Linked DNA regions of Rattus norvegicus: region 2 is linked to region 1. A link is a contact called in public Hi-C data. All regions are on one chromosome and are shown on one strand. The core of a region is the stretch at or near the end of the contact, and the rest is flanking DNA. Distances in the headings are between cores, read along the strand shown. Region 1 overlaps LOC102554187 (a long non-coding RNA gene). Region 2 holds the start of Arl4c (ADP ribosylation factor like GTPase 4C).

Region 1 (4,122 bases), core at 745-3,244:
ACTCTCCTGAGTCATTGAATCGGGTTGCTGGCGGACACCACTGAAGCCTGTGACTAGTGTATTGTGCCACATGGAGCGTGGCTGAAAGCTGTCACTGACATGCTTTGGGAATCAGCCTTAAGGTGTGAAGAGGTGTCCGCCTCACCGTGGCTAGCTAGTTCACTCTGAACTTCACGCAGAACATTGTGGAACTTCAGTGAGCAGTGAACCAAGCAGGAAGAGCCTCCTCCTCATGGGTACAGCATTCTAGGGTTCAGCAAACTTTCTGTCATCACTCCCCTTAATTTTCTGTTGTCTTTGGCTTCCAAGGACTCACCATAACACCCCTGAAAACCATAGAGCTTAGGGAAAGAGAGAGGAGAGAGTTTCGAGGCTGTGGAGAGAAATGGGTGAGGCTTCACTAGGAAGGGATAAACTAAGTCTACTGATGGCTCAGGAAAAAGACTCAACAGTAGACGAAAGGTGGGGAGCAGAGTCACCTCTCCTCCCTCGGCCCTCCATAGGTTACACCTTTGAAAGCTCAGAAACTAGACAGACAGGGATTTCAAACAGGCCCCAGAGAGGGCAGAAGGAAGTGTGTTCCCAGCTCTTTCCCTGGGAACTTGTCTCTGCGAGAAGTCAGTTGTGGAACATGCTTTCAAGGGGTGGAACCTTCCTGGCTAGGACCCTCTTGGGAAGGTGGCTCTTGGGAGAGAGAAAAGGGTCTGAAGGGCCTGGGAGCACTCCTCATAAATGAGCAAGGCCCTGATGTGGAGATTCAGTAAAGAAAAGCTTGAGGTTAGAGTTAGGAAGCTGGGGAGTGACCCCTTAGCCTCTTCCCAGCTCGCTCTATAGACCTAATTCAGATTATCTTCAGTTCATCTGAAACTTGCTTATGTAGATGATTAACCAGATGATTGGGTTACACTTCACTTCCGAGAGAACAAATAGACTTATTTTAAGCAAACACCCCTCACATGAGTTTCTTCAGACTGGGTTGTGAGGGAGGATTCTCCCCTAAATCATGAAGCTCCCCCTTGCCTGTGGGGGCAGGAACACAGCAGAAAGAGGTTTTCAGGAAGAAGACTGTTCCAGCCTGACATGTTTGACAAGTAGCACCAGGAGTTATGACTTCCTGTGCCTTTGATCTCTGTATCAGAGCCAGTCATCTCAGGGTCCCAGCAGCGTGTGCAGTTTGTGGTTAGATGCCTTGCAAATGCCTCACAGAGCCCCAGTTAATTATTGACTTGGGTTTAATCATTCGTTCTGAACAGCTCATTCCCAGGGGCCGTTGCCAGTGCAGCCCCCGGGTCTGGGTGACCCTACTGATTCCCACAGTGCCGGACTTAAGTGGAAACGATCCTGAAGACATTGCTAGTCATTCTGCAAGGCCTCCACCTCATGGGATGGCTTTGATCACTTAAGTCCAGCAGCCGGATTCTCTGCGGGGAATGGAGAACTCACTCCAACCAACGGTGGAACTTGATTGCCGTTTCTATAAGGCAGCAGCTCCACAAGGGTTCTCTCAGTGAGACACTGTCATTCGAAGCTACTTTCTAAGTCATCAGCAAGCCTGAGAGTGGCCCCTATACAGAGGGAGTGAGGCATTGTAAGTAGCAACATTTTGCAAACAGTCACTCCTTTGATTCTTTCCCAGTCCCTAAGGTCTGTGAGAGAATGCACATAGATATCAGGAACCAAATGAAGAAACCCAATTCATGCTCTCCTTGGCAAAGGTGACTCCATAGTCCCCTTGCACCCAACCTTAACCTTTGGGGCCACCTCTTGTCTGGATCACCAGGCAGTATGACCCTGGCTCTCTCTCTCTGTGCCATTGACTTTCAAAATGACTTCTGGTGACCTTGTGGGACACATACTCCGCCTCGGTGTTAAAAGGTCCCCCCCGGGTGTTTGGGGATGTGATTAATGTCTATGGAGCTCTGAATACACAGCCTCCAGTTAATGAGAAGCAGAAATATGAGACAGGATGTGGTCTCCTCTGTCCTGGCTTAGTCAAGTTCTGGGCCAGTGCCTCTCCTGAGTCATCCAGCTGCTTCCAGCTGCCTCCCGTCAGCCACAGGGCCATGGAAAACACATTGGCAGGCGTCCTCTTTGACGTGTTCAGCAGAGGCTAGGTCAGCTCTTTGGACTGTAGGAAAGGATATACGGTTTGCTGAGGGAGTCCAGTGGCTACAGTTTCCCTTTTTAGAGCTTGGCAGAGAATGAAGACTCTTAAGGCGAAAGTGAATGAAGATTCGAGGTGACGTAGTTTGTAGGTTCCATGTGTTGTTGAGACTCGAGCACCAACAGGGGAGAAGACGGAGTTTGCGAGGCTTCGGGGTCCTTGTCAGAGATTCAAATGACACCCCGAAATTTCTTCTTGGGGAACTCTTTCCCAATCTCTTTTATACAATCAAATGAGCAAACTTTCAGTAAGGCCACAGGGGTGGCTTTTGTATGCCCTTCTTCATGGATTCCCCTCAACATAACAGGTTTAAAAGCCTCCATAGTCCCCCTCTGAGTTTATAGGCTAGAACCCCAACTCACCAGAACCTCAGGATGGCAAATGCTAGCCCCTAAATGCTTCCTCTTGTTTTTAATGTGGGAGAAAAAATAATTAAAATGCCTTTGGCCCTAACACCTCCTTTCTCCCTCCTGATGTTAAAAGACATTGCATCTTTTGGGTGGGCCTCTCACAGTATGGTGGTCCCTAAGTAGTGGGTTGCCTATGTCTGACAGGGGAGGTGGCCCTTGCAATTGCAGGTACATATACGGCGACTGGAAGGCCTTATGGTGAAGCCAGTTCTTTGTCCCACTATTCCTCGTGGGTCTCTTTGGATACCCAGCTCACATTTTATCAAGGCCTGGAGCTAGACCACGGAAAGAGAGGAGCCGGAACACTTTATAATCAACCTCCCTGGAGAATCCTTGAGAGACGAGGGGAGACAGAAATGCGTTGGTAAACACAGATGTGGAAAACCAGCTCAGATAACAAGTCCTAGTCAGAACCATGCCGGCGGGCCCTCCTTTGAGTCCTTTTGTTAAAATCAAGTCATTTATACGTATGAAGTCAAAACCAGATGCGTGAGGTAGAAATGCTTGGAGAGAGGTCAGGGCTAGGGCTTCACTTAGCATGAAACAATCAAATAGGTTTTGTGTGTGTCTTTGAGGAGACAGAGGGTTTCTTAATTAGATCCAGGAAATTTACTTTTACTACAGTGGTGATGATTTCCCTTTGACAATACCTGAACAGAACAGGATGTAAAGCAGGCAAATTATTCAGAGAGTCTTTCCAGGGCAGACGGCACGAGGGGCCAGCAAAGAGGAAGGAGGACTTGTGTCACACACTGCTGAACTCCCAGAGGCCAGGGTGAAAGTCACCAGGAGAAGGAGCTACAAGTTCATCTTGTGGGTCACATAAAACCACCAGGGAACCCCAGCTGGGGGTTGGGGAGATAGTTCAGAAAGTAGACTGTTTATCAGGCACGTTTTAGGACTGGAGCTCAATCTTCAGTGCCCACATCTGAAGCAGCCATACAACTTTGATCCCAAAGCTGGAAGGCAGAGACATACTTGGGCTTACTGGCCAGCCTGCCCAGCCTCCTTGACAATCGACAGGAGTGTGAGGGGCAATGAGAGCAAGGTGGACAGTTCCAGGAGAACCAAACCCAGAGCTGTCCTCTGCACCCCCATACCTACACAGGCAGACAGACAGACAGGCAGGCAGGCAGGCAGGCAGGCAGGCAGGCAGACAGGCAGACAGGCAGACAGGCAGACAGGCAGGCAGGCAGACAGGCAGACAGGCAGACAGGCAGACAGGCAGACAGGCAGACAGGCAGACAGGCAGACAGGCAGGCAGGCAGACAGGCAGGCAGGCAGACAGGCAGACAGGCAGGCAGACAGACAGGCAGACAGGCAGGCAGACAGACACCCCCCCACACACAAACACATAGACATAGACACACCTACACACAGAGACAGACAGACACACATACACATATTTACAGAGACACACCTACAGACACATAGATATACCCACATACACAGAGATACAGAGAGAGACACACACACACCTACATATAGAGAGATAAATCTATATACATACAGACACACACACACACACACACACACACACACACACAC
Region 2 (4,122 bases), core at 787-3,286, 230 kb before region 1:
AGCCCTCATCCTAAACGTTTTCTGTGTAGTGTGACTTTATTAATGTATTTACCCTTTGCCAACTCAAGGTGAGATTAATTTGAGACAAATTTTTGTGCCCCTGTCAGAGGAGGGCATCCCAGAACCAATGCATCACTGATCTTAGGCCGGCTGTCTGCACTGAGGTCCCCCTTGGCAACTCCCAGCACAGAGACCTAAGTTTCCTCCTCTAGCAAGTAGACAGGTGATCTAAGTGGACCTTGCCAGCACTAACATCCCTCACCAGCGCCTGGGCTTGAGTCTAGCTGGTGGAAGCCTGGACTGGCTTTTGGAGTTGGGAGAGTTAAAAGATGGTATTGGATAGCTGTGATTTTTCTCTCAGGCTTTAGTACAAATGAAATGTATTATAACTTAGCATTGGAAAGGAAGGCTTGTGTGTGTGTGTGTGTGTGTGTGTGTGTGTGTGTGTGTGATTTTTAAATTAGCAAATTTTATTTTCTTTCCCTGGATTGTATCGGCAACCTTTTCTGACCCAGAAGCCTGACCTACACAAATGTAACCACTTGTGCTGCGGCTGGCCATCTCCAGTTCCCAGCATCATCAAATCTATGTCGCTCATAATCGCCCCTCCCACTTCCCACTACAGGCAGAGATAATGTGCATTTGCTATGCTTTAAAAGGCAGAAGAAAACCACTGAATGGAGTCACGAAATAGAGCCCAGAAAATATGTATTTGTGATTCATCACACCACCAGCTCCGAACTAGAGACAGAAGGTTCACAGTCAAGGGTGGTCTAGAGGCCCAGCTTTCCTGGAGCCTGGTCAGGTGATCTGGACCTCCCCCATCCCCTACCTCCACCCCATCGCTCCACGGTGGTCTTCTGGTAGACAGTTCTCAAGGTGGAATGACAAAGGGTGCCTTAAGACTAACCTCATCTGGGAGGTCAGCAGAGTTGGGGCGGGGCATAAAACAAGGCTCCAAAATGGGTGTCTGAGAAACAATTGTCTGGAGTTATCTAGGCAGGTGCTGGTAGGTACTCTCAGCTGAGCCTCCTGGGCACACCCTAGAGTTAGGGCAGGAAGGGAGCATACGCATCAAGGAGGACTAGGGACCAGGACACTAGGGCACCAAGGAGCGTGAGACCACGCGGTGGAAATGGATTGGGAGGAGTGGGCGGCAGGCTGCAGGCTGCAGGAGGTCAGCTCCTCTCCGCCGCCCTCCTGCCTGGGTGCCGCAGTCTCACCGCCCTATCCCTCTGCAGACGCTGCCCTTGCCGGGCCAGCTGCGGGCTAGGCCCCGGGCGGAGGTTCCGGAGCCCGGAGCTATTTTTAAAAGACGCGTCACCGGATTGGGGAGGAAGAGTCCCGGTCCAGGCCCACAGTCTGCGCACGGCCGGCGGGAAGGGTCGTAAGGGCGAGTTTCGAACGACAGGAGCGCGCGAAAAGACGCAACCGACCGAGAAGACCCCGCCTGACCCCGGGAGACCGCGGGGCGTGCCAGGCAAGGGGCGTGGCTGGTGGGCGGGACTAGAGGGGCGGGGCCGGCGCTCTCGGGCCGCAGCAAGCTGGTGGCGGTGGCGGTAGCAGCAGCGCGAGTACTGCAGGGACAGCAAAGGCAGCTACGCTAACCGGTACGCCGGGGAAGCCCGCGCCCCGCCTGCTCCTCCACGGCGCTCCCGGGTAGCCGCAGCTAGAGCAGCTCCGAGGTGCGCGGAGACCAGAGGTTGCTGCAGAGCCGCGGCGCGGGAGAGCCGCAGATCGAGCGGGGCTAGAGCGCAGGGCGCAGACATCCTACACCGCGGCGTCTGTCCGTGGCGGCTGCGCGGGAGACAAAGCCTCCGGAGAAAGATGCCCGTGGAGCACGCACCAGGCGGGCCAGGGAGCGGGCCCCTCCGAGTCTAAGCGCGCCTAGCCGAGCGCCCAGGGAACGCCGAGGCCCCACCGGGTCCAGCAACGGGCGGGGCCCAGGTGCGCCGGGCCGCAGCGGGCCTGTGACTGCTCGGGGGGCGGCGCCCTCCCGCCGCAGCCGCAGTGGCCGGCGCCGCAGCCAGAAGCCATGGGCAACATCTCCTCCAACATCTCGGCCTTCCAGTCTCTGCACATCGTTATGCTGGGCTTGGACTCGGCCGGCAAGACCACGGTGCTCTACCGGCTCAAGTTCAACGAGTTCGTGAACACGGTGCCCACCATCGGCTTTAACACCGAGAAGATCAAACTGAGCAACGGCACTGCCAAGGGCATCAGCTGCCACTTCTGGGACGTGGGCGGCCAGGAGAAGCTACGGCCGTTGTGGAAGTCCTACAGCCGCTGCACGGACGGCATCATCTACGTGGTGGATTCGGTGGACGTGGATCGGCTGGAGGAGGCCAAAACGGAGCTGCACAAGGTGACCAAGTTTGCCGAGAACCAGGGCACACCGCTGCTGGTCATCGCCAACAAGCAGGACCTGCCCAAGTCTCTGCCGGTGGCCGAGATTGAGAAGCAACTGGCGCTACACGAGCTCATCCCGGCCACCACCTACCATGTCCAGCCGGCGTGCGCCATCATCGGCGAGGGCCTCACCGAGGGTATGGACAAGCTCTATGAGATGATCCTGAAACGCAGGAAGTCTCTCAAGCAGAAGAAGAAACGGTAATGCTCTCAAGCAGCGATCTGGAGCGAGGCTGAGCGAGCGAGCCAGTGAGTGAATGAATGGACGTCTGGGTTGAGCGAGAACCCGCGAACAAAGACAACGAACCAAAGCGATGATTCGAATTTTTAAAACACGATCTCTGTATCCAAATACAGGACTTGGAGACTTAGCCCGGGTGTGGAGGCTGCATAACCACCCATCTCGTCACCTGCCCCACCCCCCACCCCAGCTCAGAGGACCTTTTGTCTAAATGCTTGAGCTACGGGTGGGGTGGGTAGGGGGACTGGTGGGGAGTGGACGCGAGGGTCCCGTGGTGTGCCCTCTGGCCCCAGGTGGCAAGCTTGGATGTCAGAGAGACAAAAGCGATTTCTTCTTGCTCCAGCAGGGCCAGAAGTTCAGGCTGCCCAGCCCCCACTGCGGGGGGGAATCACGTGTGAGTTACCTGAGGTATGCAGTTCACACAGAACCCTGGGGATACCCGGGAGGGAACGGATTGGCACTGGGGTGTACTGATGGGGGGTGGGGATGACCGCTCCTTTCATTCTGGAGCTGTGGGAACTGAGTAATTTTATGTCACAGGGCAGGTCCCTGTTGCAATTTCATTTGTCCTGCTCTGGGCCCAAAGGAGGTGGTGGTTTGGGGCCAGCCAGAGGACTGTCTCGGACCGTGCGGCAGCTGGAGGGCCCAGGATGCTGTGCTTCTGGACTTGGCTGGGAATGGCCTGGAAGACGCCACTTTTCAGGGGTGGGTGTGTGTGGTTTTGTTGAGAACTGCTTTTCAGCCTGGGATGAGACCTCTTCCAGATGGCCCAGTCCATGTGTAGGTCATTCTCCCATAAAGAGACCAATAAAACAAAGAACAGAAAACCATTGGAGGTGGTGGCAGTACAGGTGTTTAAAGGGTGAGGTTCTCGACATTAATGCTGTGCGTGCGTGTGCGTGTGTGTGTGTGCACTTGGTACTGTATAATCTGCATAAGAACTGGACCCTCTGGATGGAATTTCAAAATCTCTCAGCCAACTGATTGGTTTGGAGGACCACACCAGCTACAGATGTGTGCTGAATTGCAAAATGGTCTTCTTAACAAGGGGGAGGGGGAGTCTGATAATAATAACCACGTGGTGATAGGTTTCGGGCTTTTTTTTTTTTTTTTTTTTAATAAAACCACCTCCACAAATGAATTCTCTTCACCTTAGGAGAAAAAGACTCTGCCCTTTTGTGGCCCTCGACACTGCAAGTGCAGACCTGTTCAGATTTCTGAGCTGGGTCTTTGTAGCCTATCTGGTTTCAGTATTTTACTCAAAATGTGTCCTTAGAATATTTGATGTCATTCACCGGAAGAATAAAACCCCACCTTGTTAAAGCTGACCCCATTTGCATGGAATCGAAGAGAGGAAAAGTCTGAAGGATAGTCCTTTGGAAATCACCCTTGCGGGAGCGGGCCTGGCCTCAGGGCCAGCCAGCACTTTGGTTAAAGGCAAACAACAATGAGTGCTTGAGAAGGAAGCGGGC

The links. Hi-C and Micro-C count contacts between places; a contact is called where the count stands out from the background.
Region 2: a contact with region 1 is called in a Hi-C map of kidney, with 3 times the contacts expected there. The contact joins the promoter of Arl4c here to the enhancer-like site in region 1. A contact is called at or near these places in 7 of 12 Hi-C or Micro-C datasets (the A7r5 cell line, frontal cortex, hepatocytes and 3 more) and 1 of 1 datasets of contacts at active chromatin or transcription factors (oligodendrocytes).

Annotation. Positions count from the first base shown.
Region 1 is chr9:96,518,668-96,522,789 of GRCr8, reverse strand. All of the region lies in intron 1 of LOC102554187 (a long non-coding RNA gene), which reads left to right. Among named protein-coding and RNA genes, the nearest start is that of Spp2, 66 kb to the right of the region's middle. Within about 2 kb of position 1,994, at least 23 of the 93 cell types and tissues checked have an H3K27ac peak or open chromatin away from gene starts, as enhancers often do. A contact at or near this core is called in the A7r5 cell line and kidney, where this site is marked.
Region 2 is chr9:96,749,424-96,753,545 of GRCr8, reverse strand. Arl4c (ADP ribosylation factor like GTPase 4C) reads left to right here and starts at 2,036. Exons shown (of 1, transcript NM_001306054.2): 1 at 2,036-4,122. The coding sequence starts at 2,036. The coding sequence ends at 2,614.